2 separate regions of the Macaca mulatta genome follow, and region 2 is linked to region 1. Evidence: chromatin contacts called from public Hi-C data. All regions are on one chromosome and are shown on one strand. The core of a region is the stretch at or near the end of the contact, and the rest is flanking DNA. Distances in the headings are between cores, read along the strand shown. Region 1 holds the start of SLC25A14 (solute carrier family 25 member 14). Region 2 holds the start of ENOX2 (ecto-NOX disulfide-thiol exchanger 2).

The links. A called contact is a pair of places that touch in the nucleus more often than the background predicts.
Region 2: a Hi-C map of fetal cortex germinal zone shows a contact between it and region 1, with 3 times the contacts expected there. The contact joins the promoter of ENOX2 here to the promoter of SLC25A14 in region 1. A contact is called at or near these places in 2 of 14 Hi-C or Micro-C datasets (fetal cortex germinal zone and liver).

Annotation. Positions count from the first base shown.
Region 1 is chrX:136,797,651-136,805,228 of T2T-MMU8v2.0, forward strand. SLC25A14 (solute carrier family 25 member 14) reads left to right here and starts at 4,042. Exons shown (of 10, transcript NM_001257616.3): 1 at 4,042-4,291. The coding sequence starts at 4,217.
Region 2 is chrX:137,376,457-137,384,034 of T2T-MMU8v2.0, forward strand. It overlaps ENOX2 (ecto-NOX disulfide-thiol exchanger 2), which reads right to left and starts at 3,958. Exons shown (of 15, transcript XM_015128190.3): 1 at 3,679-3,958; 2 at 2,319-2,366.

The sequences.
Region 1 (7,578 bases), core at 2,792-5,291:
GAAAGCATGCCTTATGAAAACTGATTGAGGGGACGTTAAGCTTGTGGAAGAAAACACTGCTGGGGTTGCTGATACATCAGAGGACTATTAAGGAGAGAACAAAGAAAGAAAGGCAATTAACTCTTGTTAAGCATGTACTAAGTGCCTGACTCTGTGCTAGGAGTATTAGAATATTTAATCTTTGGATAAGGAAACTGAAGCTCAGAAAAATTAAGTAATTTACCCAGAGTCACCAGAGATAGAAAATGACAGAGTCTGACCTCAAGAAGATCTTCTGGCAATTTCACTCCTAGGCATATACCCCACAGAATTGAACACTGATACTCAAATACTTTTACACACATATTTATAGCAGCATTATTCACAATATCCAAAACTTGAAAACATCTCAAATATTTACCAGTGAGTGAATGGATACAAAATTGTAGTGTATACATAGAGTGGAATATTACTTAGCTATAAAAAGGAATGAAGTACTGACACTACAACTTGAATGAACCTCAAAAACTTATGTTAAGTGAAAAAGCCAGATGCAAAAGGTCACATATTGTATGATTCCATTAATATGAAATTTTCTGAATAGGTAAGTTCATAGAGAAAGAAAGCAGATTGGTGGTTGCCAGGGGATCTGGGGAGGGAGGAATGGCGAGCAAGTGCTTAATGGATGTGGGGTTTGAAAATGTTAGGTGATGAAAATGGTTGCACAATAGTGTCAATGTATTAAACACCACTAAATTGTTCACTTTAAATGGCTAATTTAACATCATGTGAACTTCGCCTCAATTAATAAAAAACGGTTTTCAAGCTTCAACTACAGTGCTCTTTTCATTCTTTAAGACCAGCTGTTTCTCTGGGGAGAGTAGAAAATGGAAAGTGCACTGTGGTTAATACATGTGGGAACTTTCTAAGAGTTATCCAATAATGTAATGGGCTGACTTATGTTGTATGCTTACCCTAGAAGTATTCCAGCAGAGACTGGACAGCTGTCTATAATGACTACTATAGAAGGGACCTCTAAGTTTCCCTCCAACCATTAGATTACATGATTCTATACTCTTGAATAGCTTATCTCTTGGAGAGATCAGAATTCAAGCATAACATAAGAGACAGTATAGTCAAATACTGGTCTTTATGGTAGAGACTACAAATAGGAGGCAATTTATAAGGAATATGACCAACTTTGATAATAAGGATTATATTTTTTATGTTATAGTTTTGGAGAATGTTGGAAAAACCATAAGTAAGCAGTTAAATTGCTAACATGTTAACCAAAGTGTGGTATGTGTATGTTTTTAAATTTTTTTATTAAAAAATAAAAAATTATATATATATATATATATACTTTTTTTTTTTTGAGACGGAGTTTCGCACTTGTTGCCTAGGCTGGAGTGCAACGGCTCAGTCTCGCTCACTGCAACCTCTGCCTCCCAGGTTCAAGTGATTCTCCTGCCTCAGCTTCCCGAGTAGCTGGGATCACAGGCATGTGCCACCACGCCTGGCTAATTTTTGTATATTTAGTAGAGACGGGGTTTTACCATGTTGGCCAGGCTGGTCTCAAACTCATGACCTCAGGTGATCCACCCGTCTCAGCCTCCCAAAGTGCTGGAATTACAGGCGTGAGCTACCGCACCCCACCAAAAAAAATTTGAGGCTGGAGCACAGTGGCGCGATCACGGCTCACTGCAGCCTCGACCTCTCGGTCTCAAGTGATTCTCTTCATCCTCCGGAGTAACTGGGATTACAGTCATGGCTAATTTTTAAATTTTTGGTAGAGGCGGGTGTTTCCTTATATTGCCCAGGCTGGTCTCGACCTCCTGGGCTCAAGCGATGTTCCTGCCTCGGCTTCCCAACTATAGTATAGATGAGAGCAATATAGCATAGTGCTTAAGAGCAATTCCAGCTCTGTCATTTACTAAATTACTCTCCTAACCTTTTATGGCCTCAGTGTTCTCAACCGTCAAAGGGGGAAAATAATAGTACCTGTCTTATCTGGTAGTTAGGAACACAAAAAGCTCTTGGCACCACCCTTGGTACATGGTAGGTACTCCACAATGTCAGCTAATATTATGATCATGTGTGCTGCCTGAAGAAATTTTTAAATGGAAAACAAAACAAACAAAAACATAGGCCGGGCTCGGTGGCTCACGCCTGTAATCCCAGCACTTTGAGGGACCAAGGCGGGTGGATCACCTGAGGCCAGGAGTTTGCGATCAGCATGGCCAACATGGCGAAACCCCATCTCTACTAAAAATACAAAATATAGCTGGGTGTGGTAGCAGGCACCTGTCATCTCAGCTACTCAGGAGGCTGAGGCAGGAGAATCGCTTGAACCTGGGAGGCGGAGGTTGCAGTGAGCCGAGATCGCACCACTGCACTCCAGCCTGGACCACAGAGTGCCACTCTGTCCAAAAAGAAACAAACAAAATAACGCAGCAAAATAAAACAAGGTGAACTAAAATGAGAAATATCCTTTTGGAAGAACACAGTTCCAAATATTTATTCATTCAACAAATAACCATATAGGGCCAAATGCCTTGCACTGACTTTTCCTTATAGCACAGAAGCAATAAACCCTACTATTGCGTACTCTCACGTGATTAGGGAACGTTGTTAAGGGGCTCAAAAATCGGACGTCATAGCCCGTTGGCTAACTGAATCACCCAGGGGGCTTTGCGGTGTCCCCTTCCAGCAGCCATAGGGGCCAGAGTCGGAAGCTGGGGGTTGGACTCTTGTCATCTGCTGGCAGATTATGAGGTTTGGATTAACTGGGATTTCCCCTGTTGGTGTTTTTCTGCCTTATCCGTTTAGCTTTTTATGGTCCCCTTTTTGGTATCCAACTTGCTCTTTCTTAAGTGAAGTTTCTGATTAAAGCAAGAGCTTCAAGTAAGGGGCCTGACCGTAACTTTTCACTCGTTAATGTCTGACGTCCAGTAGGTGCTTTCGCGTTCATTCTCCCTCCCTTCCTCTCCCTCCCTCCTTCCTCTCCCTCCCTTTCTCTCTCTCTCTCCCCCTTCCTTTCTCTCTCTCTCTTTCTCTCCTTTCTTTGATGGAGTCTTGCTCTGTCACCCAGGCTAGAGTGCAGTGGCATGATCTCAGCTCACTGCAACCTCCACCTCCGGGGTTCAAGTGATTCTCCTGCCTCAGCCTCCCGAGTAGCTGGGACCACAGGTGCGTGCCACCACACCCAGCTAATTTTTTTGCATTTTTAGTAGAGACGGGATTTCATCATGTTGGTGAGGCTGGTCTCAAACTCCTGGCATCAAGTGATGCGCCCGGACCCTCAAAGTGTTGGGATTACAGGCGTGAGCCACCGCGCCTGGCCTTGACCTTTATTTTCTTATTGAGCCCAGGCACCTCACTAAATTCGGCTCACCCATATGTCTCATTTTCCTACTTTTGTTTTGAAGCCTTTGCCCCAGCAGCTTCACGTTGCCGCCTTTTTCCTACTGCGCTCGCAGGGCACCACGCCCACCACTCCCCTTGCCCAACTCCGCAAGCCCTGATACCGGGGAGAGGCCCCTTCCTTTTCTAGTCCTTCCACGCGCTAGGTGGGTGGGTTTGGCGGTGACGAGGCGACACCTCTTTCCTCTCCGGCGAGCACGTTAACTGGGGAAGCTGCCAAATTCTCACGCCTTAGGTGCCCTGCCTCCACCTCCCGCAAGCCCAGTTGCCCCTCTAGGCCTCTGCGCCCACAATGGTTCTGACCCTCGCCTTTAGACCCCTGCCGCTTCCGCCTTTTATTTCGCGCCTTTGTTTTCAGGTTGGGAAGGGGCGGAGTTGAAATGGTTGCGCCGCCGTTGCCGAAGCAACGCCTTGGTTACTTCCGTTGATTTCAATGCTTCCGGGTTGGCGCTGCAGTGGCGTTTCCGACTGTGGGAGCCTCAGCTTCCCAGTCGTCCGATGAGCCCGAGCAGGTGAGGGGGAGCTCCTGGACTTCCAGGCTGGGGAGCGGGGCTGGGCCGCGCCAGGCCGCGTGGGGCCGGGCTGGCCTGGTTCCCGACCTGGGAAGGGCTTAACGGTCCTCTGGTCTCTCTCTCCCCTCAGCTGAGTCCCTTCCCTGTCTTTCACTCTTCTGGCATCGGTGGTTTTACTTCTTCGATTGAACCCTGCTTCCTCGACCCCCCTGGGAGGCTGCCTCCTTCAGGCGCCTCCCTTCTCTCCACGAGCTCGCTCTGACAGCTGAGGAACTGGCAAGATCCTGCTACCCAGAGGGTGAATGGGTATCTTTCCCGGAATAATCCTAATTTTTCTAAGGGTGAAGTTTGCAACGGCGGCGGTGATTGTAAGCGGAGTAAGCAAACACCTCCATTGTATTAGTGTGAGGGATGCTGTTGAAAGATGCTCCCCTTCGGTTTCTACCCCCTGTCACTCCTGAGGTCAAGGCATTGAAGGCATCTATTAAAATGCAGTTCAGTTACTTGATTGGCATGACAGCTGTTATCAACATGAATTAGTTTCTCAGACAAGATAACAGCAGGGACATTTATAGTTTCCTGTCAGTGATTCCTTGTTGTTGTTGTTTCCCCCCCCCCCAGGCTAGAGATGCTTAATGTTATCATGAACTCTTCCCTCGTCTTCATTCCCTACATCATCGAGTTCTTTGTGTCTTCATTGGGGAAGTCTATCTCTAACCTCAGTGCCAACAAGCATCTTTGTCTGCTGTACTTTGCACCATCCTAAGCTAGTCTCCCTGCCTCTCCCGTTTGTAATGTAATCCACTGTGTTTGCTGCAGCCCTAATAGGCTAAAATGTGGATTTCCTCAAGTCACTTCTCTGTTAAACGCACACACACAAGCAAAACATGCAGCCCCCTCTTACGCCCCCCACCCCCACCCCTTGGTTTCAAGCCTTTCAACATAACATGCTCCTTATCACACTTCTTGTCTGATACTGTTTCAGTCAACAAGGGAATTCTCTGTTCCAGTTAGGTTCCTTTCTTCTTAGCACAAACCATACTGATGCCTGCTTCTACATGCTGTGCTTGTTCTCACATTTGTGTTTCTGTTCATTCTGTCTCTTCCCTGCCTCTCTCCCTTACCTGCACCTAACCAGGTTGTACCTACCATCTCTCAAGGTTCAGTTTAGGTTCTCTCACCTCCGCAATTTTCAAATTAGTCAAGCCCATGCTGGTTGTAGTCTTTTCTATGCTCCTCTTGCTCTTAAAGTTTGTACCACACAGTTTAGCACTTAATTTTTCTCTAGCGAACTACTTTGATTTCTTTCACCAGATTATAAGCTCTTGAAAGGCAAGTACTGTATTTTGTACTTTTTCCCCTGTCCCATCTCATTGGTTATTCAGGAAAGATAGGTTGAATGGTAAATATTGTTTTGGTTCTAGAACGAATATCTGTGTTTTTCAAACATGATTATACCCAAAGTGCATTGCAGGTTTGGGCATTTAGCACGCCTTCGATAAATATCTGCTTGGCTCTCCATTGTTACCTTCTGGATCTGAGAATCTCTAATTTCTAGTCTTTCTTAAAGGAGAAAGCAGGAAAGGCACCCAGAGTTTCCCGACCAGATCTTGGGAGTAGTATAGGGCAATGTAACTTGTATTGTAGGACATTCTTACTTTCACTCATTAGTCTATCAAATTCTCCGAAGTCAGATCTTCAGAATAAATGTTGGCATTTTGAAGACAATTTTCATTGGTTTCTTTATACAGTAAAAATATTTAGGGTACTATATTTTTATTTTACCTTAGATATGACTACTTTTACCCATATCTGGGGTTAGCCCCTACAAGTTAAAATAATTTTTAGAGGGCTTGGGGGTATTTTACTTAAGTAATTCCTTGCAACAAAAGCAAGGGAACAGGGTTCATAGGCAGAGAATATCTGGGGATCAAGATAGTGTCATACACAGGGTGTGTAGCATTGGTCAGGTCCAGCAAGTTACCTTCCTGGTTTCCCCTGCAATGTTTTATATACAGGCTGCATACATAGGTAAAGGACGTCACACTGCAAAACCAACTAAGTATTGAATGGATGTGTACTCAATTCTATGCAAGCTATAATGGGGGTTAAAAAAAGTACTGTGAGATATAGTATCTTCCCTCGGGGATCTTACTTAGTTAAGAGAGGAAATAACATTGGACATCTTGAAGTTGACCCTCATCCTAGTCATTATTTTTATGCCTGAGATTAAGATATAGAAGGGATAAAAGAAGGTTCAAAAAATATTGCACACCTGTAGAATAGGTGTGACACAACATGCATGCATGTAGACAACTTTATGTAAAAGACTTGGAGGTTTCAGCTGACAGTTTAATGATTTGATAGTGTGATGTGGCTCCCAAAAAAGTGAGTGCAAGTTTAAGCTCTAGTAATTGAAGTATAATGTGTCGAATGAAGAGAAAGATCATGGATATTTAGCTTGAGAAACATAAGATGTAAGAGAACATCATAGCTGTCTTTAAATATTTGAAGGGCTTGCCTAGGGAAAAAAGAATGCATTTGTCCAAAGACTGGGTACGAATTAGAGGAAGACAGACTTTTGGCTCAATATGAGGAGGGAGTGTCTAAAAACAGATCTAATCAAAGATGATCCAGGATTTCTTCATAAGATTTTTTCCTAACATTGGAGTGAAAGAGATTTTACTATCAGATGGGGGTAGGGAAGTAGTGATTGTGGCAATGGTGGGTTTTGCCTGTGGTCCCCAGATTTTTGGATTTCATGGGCCAGTAAAATGTAAATGAAAGTGTGGGGAGCGTACACAAATACAGGCTAGTTAGCCTATGCTCCAGGCATGAGAAGAATGTGATCTGTTAATAATAGACAGTCCCTAAATTAAATACATTTAGCTGAAAAAAAAAAAGCACTAAATGCCCTTATTTTTTTCATTTCACCTTAGAATTGTGGGAACTTCATTAGGGAACCACTGGGCTGTCGAAAGATTCAGCAACTGGTCTTTCATCTTCCTGCCATGTCCTCCCTGCTCCCTGCCTTTCACTGATTCATCATCGCTCCCTGAACGCTGAGCACATTTTCTTTATTAAGGGGCTGGTAGCAGGTTGTAAAGTTCCGATAGAGGCTTTCTCTGTAATACAAAGAATTGAAAAAAGTTGTAAAGAGAAAGCTTTGGAGAGACAACTTTATGTAAAAGTAGCTGTCTGAAACCTTTAAGACTATTTGGGGCAATCTCTAAATTTGTGAATGGAGAGTTAATTTTTTCCTCACAAACTCAAAGAGGGGATATGCCATGGTCTTGCTTTTCCATCTCTACTCTCACTATATGTGTCATATTTTACTATCAATTCTAATCGGAAAATGCGGGCATAGCTAGAAATGGTGATAAGGTAGTATTTAGTCTTCAAGACTCTTATTTCCAGCTGCAATTGATATTTGAAGTGGCTATTCCTGCTTTGCTCATTAGAATTCTTTTCAACAACTTTCCCCCAAAAGGGTTATCTATCCCAGACTCTATATGTACTATGCTTGAAAGAAAGACTCCATAATGATTTTTGTGGCCTGTAACTAGAACATTTAATCAGCATGTTTGCTATCTTCTCTGGAAAATTGTATTTTGCTTAGTTACAGAGAATTCCTTATGTGGAAGCAAAGCAAAACGTTTAAAGG
Region 2 (7,578 bases), core at 2,708-5,207, 580 kb after region 1:
ACCATGTGTCAAGTGCTGTTCTGGATGCTATGGGTATGGAGATTAATGAAACCTCGTCCCTGCCCTCAAGGAGCTTACAGTCTAGTAGTGGGGAAGACAGAAACATCCACAGACCGACACCCTACAGTGTGGTACAGGCTAGGACAGAGGTAAGTGCAGGGTCCTGTGGAAACCAGAGGCCTAACATTGCTTTGTGCGTGCATTCATGTATGTCGGGCGAGGGCTGTTGGGAAGGCTTCACAGAGGTATTGACATACGAGCTGAGTCTTAAAGGCTGAGGAATTTCTTGCATGTCTAAGGGTCACAGATCATAGTCATATTCCTAATCAGTGCCTTGAATATTTGTGCTACTGCTGTCAAAGACACCGAGTAAGGTGGGAAGGATGTTTGTGTGTAATCCAAATCCATTCGAGTGGTAACTATAGCTTCCACTGTCATCTTAATGAACACAGAAACATAGCATGTTTTGGCAATATTATCGCTCCCCACAGAATATAAAGGACAAAAGGCAAGGGAGGCATGCAGACTTTTAAAACAATTCTGGTAACACTGACATAATAATATTAACATCCACCAAGTCCTAATAATTTTACCTCCTAAATGTTTCTCGAATCTGTTCCCTCCTCTCACCTAACACTCTTGGGTCTTTATTGTCTCTCTGTGGAACAGAGTAGCAGCCTCATCATGTCCACCTCCACTGTATCCTTCCCACTGTCATTGTCCTTAAAGTAAAAATCTGATCATGGTGCTCTTCTGAAACATGTTAATGGTTTCTTATGGCCTACAAGCAGCACTTCTCAAATTTCAGTCATTTGAGTATTACTTAGTGATTTTTACCATATTCACACACAATGTGTTCTATTATTACTTAACATTTGTCTTTAAATGAACTGAAAACTGGTTCACTTTCTATTTTTATGAAGTAAAATCTAAAGTAATCTTAGATGTGACGGCTTAGTTCAGTTTTATGTTTTTTAAGACATATTTGAATATGTAACTAGTAAAATTAAAATGTTTGTGGGAGCACAATGTAACTACCACTGGCAGATGCCCTACGTTTTAATAACCACTGACCTATGGGGGCGCATTCCAACTTAGGATTGCAATCAAGATTCTTCACAACTCAGCCCCAACCTCTTTCCAGACTCTTCTCCTACCCATTACACTTCCCTTTTCCTCAACAATCTGCACTCCAGCCATGCTGAATTCTTCCACATTGAATGAACATGCCCTACTCTTACACAGCCACACATCTTTCACAGACTGACTCCTCTACCTGGAATGCCTCCCCTCCACTCCTTCCCTGCCTGGGGCAAACTCACTATCCTTTAAGACCTATCTGTCATGTCACCTCTGCAAGGAAGCCTTCTCCCTGAGTCTCCCTTACAGTAAGTCACACCTTCCTTTATCCCTCCATAGCACTTTGTACCTGTCTCTGTTATACTACACACTACAGTATCTCAGAACTGTGGACATCTAACTCCCCAACTAGATCCCAGGAAGAGTTCACACCTTGTACTTCATTGTTTCTCCAATACTTCACGTGGGCAGAGGTCATGAAAGAGATCTAGTGTCCCAGGTAACTTGTTAAAATGCTAAAATAAGATAAATCCAAAGTACTATCAAGGTTCAAATAGCTTAGAGGTATGATATGTGTCATAAAGAGAATCATCTAATTCAGAAACAGCCATACTAACTATGGTTTTGGCAGACACAATTAGCTACAGTTGCAATGACAGTTAATTTGGTTTTGGCAGCTACTTTACAGCAAATACATTCTGACATAGAAATCTGAAGTGAATCATTTGGGTTTTGATCAGGATGATCAACTATACCTATCTCTCCTTACCACAACTGGAAAGTCAAAAACAAGAATGAACATTGGGAGCAGCAAACCATGTTGAACAGAGTATGGGCTTTGGAGTCAGAAATCTGTATACTCAAACCTCAACTTATAATCTATGTGACTTAAGTAGATTGTTTAACTTCTGTGCATTTTACTGTTTTCTTCTAGAAAAAAAAACAGGAATAATAGTATCTACTTCATAACTCTCTTAAGATAATGCAACAAAGTATTTATGATGATGACTAGGACATTATGTGTGTTCAATAAATAGCAGTCATTATTGTCACCCAATGAGATGACTACAATTCAGATAATGTGATGCACGGGGACAGCAAATGCATTTCTTAAGAAAATAAATTGATGTCTCTAGGCTTTAAAGTTGACAGCTACAGACTGTAGCTAAGAATAGCTACAAACAAAACATCTGCAAGACAAGCTTCTTCTTGGATTTAAACTCACACCTGGAACATACCATCACACTTCTTTGTGTTCTCCAAGAATTGATCTCAAATCAGGTTCCCTAGGATGAAAAGAAAAATCATCCAATCTTAATTTTTGCCTTCAATTTTATTTGATACAGAATAATATCCAAACTATGTGTATGTTTCAAAGTGTCATGTTATTATGACCCCAATCTTCTTCACCCTATTTATTTCCCAGTATATTTGTGCTGATCTCTTTTATTCCAATCAGGCAAGCCCACCTGTCTCACAGTGCTCCCTCTTCTGTTTACCCTTCTCAAAGTCCAATCTCAGTAGCAGGAAGCATTTTCTCCCTCCTCTTTGACAACTTCAAATCCCCTGTACTCCGCTGGAGCCCAAATTAAAATTCACCTCCTTCACAAAGCCTGAAAGCAGGATGAGGGCTTCAGCACTTCCCGGGTTAGGCTTGAACTTCCATAGATGAACTCACCACCCCCATCAGTATGCTCTTCCACTGACCCCCTTAGCATTTTTTGCACGCGTTTGTAATAATACAATGATTAATACGGTCTGTTTCACAGGGTCTACTTTATTCTGTAGAATAAAGGTGTGCCCCCTAAATGTTTGTCAACATTAGTGCTGTCCGTCTTTGCTAGAAACCCCTAAAGCGCTGGGTTTTTATAACCAGTCTAACTTGCCTTTTACTCTCATCCGAACCCTGTACTGAACCTTAAACACACATTTCTCAAAAGCGAGATTCCTTCCCTCTTTTGCTTCCCATCCCTTCTAGAAATTGAGGGGAAACCCTTCCCACTCCAAAGACCTGGTGGGGGAAGTGGCAGGTGGCTGAGGGGCCAGTAAAGAGATGGCGAGCAATTAAGGAGGCAAAAAGAGAAAGTTTGAAAAAAAGTCACGCCCTGGGCATGGCCAGGAATTCCCATGCCCCAGAGGAAATGGGAAGTGTAGCGCAGGGAGGGTTATGTGCCCAAACCTGAAATACAAATTGAGGGAAAAGAGGAAAGAGATCACCCAACTCCTGCGGTAAGAATTAAAGTCCAGTCACCGCCTAGGCAAAACCCTGGACTCGAACCCCAACTTCGGACCTCTGAGGAGGCACAGCGCCAGGGGCAGGCGGGCGGCGTTGTGGGAAAAGAAAAGGGGCGGGCGAGTTGGAAGAAAAAAAAAAAAAAAAAAAGAGCAAAGAGAGCGCGCTCCCGGGCTCATGAGAACTGGCGCCTAGAGCTGAAAAGCCCACCCCGGACTCCCAGTCCCTACACCCCCTCCCCTGCAGAGGCGGAGCTGGGCGGAGTTAGGCGCTGAGGACCGCGGCCCCGGAAGCACCCTCCTCCCTAGGCCCCCTCAGTCCCACAGTCCCCAGCCACGGCCACTGGGGCTTTCTGCCTCTCTGACCTCCAGCTCCCCGGCTACCGAAGCGCTAGTCCTTAAACAGCTGCGGAAAATCAGGTTGGCGCGGCAGCTCCTGGGCGCGTAGTGCCCTCGCTGCGCCCCACGCCGCGCCACTCTCGTCCGAAATGCCCGCCTCGCGCCTCCAGGCCTAGACCCGGCACTCCGACCCAAGGCTGGACTCTCACCCACAAGGTGCCCACTGCGGCGTCTCCCATTGGCTACTGGTCACCGGGGAAGCCGGAGGCCCGAGCCCATGGCTTCATGGGAAATGTAGTTTGAGGTCGCTGAAGGCTGTTCTTCCTGAGAGTATCCCGTATAGACATTGGCGGAGAGACGCAAGTGAAGACCGAGAATTATGGGAGATGGAGTCGCGGGACACTTACTTCTCTAAACACACAATGCTTCCCCTCCCCTTCCGATTGTCCCCAGCGTTCAGACGGGGAAGGGCATTCTGGGTATTGTAGTTTAGAATGCACTGTCTTAGAGAATCTCTCTTGGGGTAATGGCTTTGTGCTTGTGGGGACAGAGGAAGGCGCTAGATTTATTTTCATGTCGGTTAAGCTCTTAGCATTTTGCGGGAAGCACTTTCAATCGTCATTTGAAATTGTTATTGAGTTTTAAGTGTTTTTCAAAAGATGATGTTTATTCTTTGATAAGCTTAGAATTTTAATTGAGAGTTGTAGTCCTTTAAAACTGTTAAAGTGTGTTCTTTGTGAACCACCTGCATCAAAATCACTTGAAAGGTACAGAAGAATGTATATAGTTTTTCTAATTGGGAATTATAGCTCCCCCTAGGAACAGTGTCATAAATAGGCATAGAAATGTGATCTACAGCAGCCCAGAAGAAGCCTATTTAATCCACAATGAAACTATGTTGTTGCCATGAAAAACAGTGGCCACATAAACTGCTATAAATAACAGTTTAGAACAGATAGACAATACAACTTAAGTACAAACGAGTAACTATATGTGTCTTTAAGAAACTTTATCTTTTGAGTAAAACTATGTAACAAGAGCTGGACATAGGTGGGCAATGCCAAGCACTTTCAAGTGACTTAAAGGTTGAGGAAAATGGTTGTTTATTAGGGCTAATTTCACTCCTAACTTTTGACCTCTTTTTGTCTCTGTTAGAGATGAATCCTTATAGCTTTATGGATTGTTACAGTTGAATCACTACAACTTCTTGATGAGGACAACTTTTGGACTCACAAGTAAAATGAAGGGAAAGACAGAGGAATTGCATTTTGCTAAGGTAATTGCTCAATATTTTAAAAAGATAAGTGAAGGAGGAAGATGATTTAATAAATTCAAACATTTATTCAGCATACTGCTTTGTACAAAGCTCTGCGCTAGGCACTGTTGCCACAGAATTGGAAAAATAGTCCCTGCCCTTGAGTAGCTCACAATCCAGGTGAGGGGAGTTATAGTGGAGGAGAATCTGGGGGGAGGAATAGATGAGTATACAATGTGAAAAATGCTGTAAAGAGGTCTACATAGAGTTCTATAGGAACATAGAGGAGGAAGAACTCATTCTACTTCTGGAGAACTGGTTGAAGAACCAGTAAAATATTTGTCAGATTTGGGGCAGGGAGGTCAACCATATTCTATACAAAGCATGTGCAAAGGCACAAAGGCATGAAAGAGTGCAGAGAACAATAACAAAAGTTCCATATTGCAGAGACTAGATCAGGCAGCAACAAGGGGTCATATCAATTAGTCCATAATTTAACTTGAAAGTGGGAGAGAACCATCAGAGGAATTTTTGAGCTTATATAGTGTTTATTTTTTAAAGCGTATACACATAGAACATACTGGGAACACATATGCTAGGATATTTGGGGAATCGTCCTGGAAGATGGTAATTGAATTGCTGTATTATGTTTTAATACTTTTTATACTTTTAAATTCCCTCAGGAAAATAATTTGCTTTTTTAAAAAAAGAAAAATAGGCTGGGCGTGGGGCTCATGCCTGTAACCCTAGCACTTTGGGACACCAAGTTGGGAGGATTGCTTGAGCCCAGGAGTTCGAGATCAGCTTGGGCAACATAATGAGACCTTGTCTCCACAAAAAATCAAGAAAATTAGCCAGGCATGGTGGCACATGCCTGTAGTCCCAGCTACTCAGGAAGCTGAAGCAGGAGGATCCCTTGAGCCCGGGAAGTTAGGACTGCAGTGAGCCAATATCATACCACTACACTTGAGTGTAGTGGGTGACAGAGCAAGACCTTGTCTCAAAAAAAATTTTTTTTAAAGAAAGAAAGAAAAGAGAAAAAGAAAAATCACCTCATTTCAGCCATAAAAAGGAGAGAAACAAGGCATTTTCAGTATTATGGACACCAGAAAAACATTATGTGAATCAAATGCAGAATTTCTTTTCTCAACTTTGTCTCCTTTCTTTTTATCTTTTTTTCATGACTCTTTACTTTGATTTGATCACTGATTTCAAAGTATTTGCAGAGCATCTACTATGTTCCATACACTGTGACAGGTTTTGGGTTTTAATGGTGAGTTAAAACATGGGTTCCTGTTCATCAAAGTAGTTCTAGCAGGAAATGGAATAATCAGATGGAGTTGGTGGATGTGGAAAGTGAGAGAAGGGGAGGAGTCCATTATGACTGCCAAGTTTTGACTTGGAAGACTAAGTGTATGGTAGTAGCATTCACTGAGATATTGAACCTAGAAAGAATAACAAGTTTTGTGAAGAATAGGAGGAAATCAGTTTTGGACATTTAAAATTTGAAGAGTCTGTGGAACTTTTGGTTGGAGATGCCTGATAGGCTGCTGAGAAATGCCGGTCGGAAGCTTGGGAGAGAGGTCTTGGTTGGAATTAAACATTTGGGAGACATTAGTATAATATAGATGGCAATTAAATAAGTGAAAAATTGTTTACACTTTACTTAGAGAGTATTATTTTTTTGAGACAGATTCTCACCCTGTCGCCCAGGCTGGAGTGCAGTGGCATGATCTCGGCTCACTGCAACCTCTGCCTCCGGGGTTTAAGCGATTCTCCTGCCTCAGCCTCCCAAGTAGCTGGGATTACAGGTACCTGCCACCACGGCCAGCTATTTTTTTTTTCTTTTTGTATTTTTAGTAGTGATGGGGCTTCACTGTGTTGCCCAGGCTGGTCTAGAACTCCTGACCTCAAGTGATCCACCTGCCTTGGCCTCCCAAAGTTCTGGGATTACAGGCGTGAGCCACTGCACTCAGCAACTTAGAGAGTATTTAGAATAATAGTTTTTAAAAAGACAAAGATTATGGAATCCTGGAAAATAATGATATTCAAGTAGCAGGTAGAAAAAGAGATGCCTTCCAAGGAAGCTGAGAGGGAATGGCCAAATAGATGAACCAAGAGAAAACAAAGTAGAATTACTGGCATATATTACAGAGAGGTCAAGTAGCAGGACAGAAGAGTAAGAAGAAATTACTCTTTCATCAATTTAACAAGTTTTTATTGAGTACCTGTAATGTGACAGACATTATTCTAGATGCTGGGAATAGAGAAGTGGAAAACACACACAACATCCCTTCCTTTTGGAGGTTATATTCTATTAGGGAGAAACCATCAACAAACAAGATAAATAATTAAAATACATAGCTGTGATAAGTAATATTTCTTACTGTGTATGTCATAGCTGTATATGGCTATTTCTGTATGGTGATATATATACACACACATATATACATCTCTCCAATAAGCCATATGGAAATTTTATATATAATATATAAAACATATCTATATCTCCAATAAGCCATATAGAAATTTTATATATAATGTATATTATATATGAGCACAAATGTATACATATATTTCTATGTGTATATACAAAGGTGATACTCTTTGATCTGTTGTTATATAATAAGATGAATTTGTGAAATAGTGGCCCAGGGTCAAACAGTCTGGCT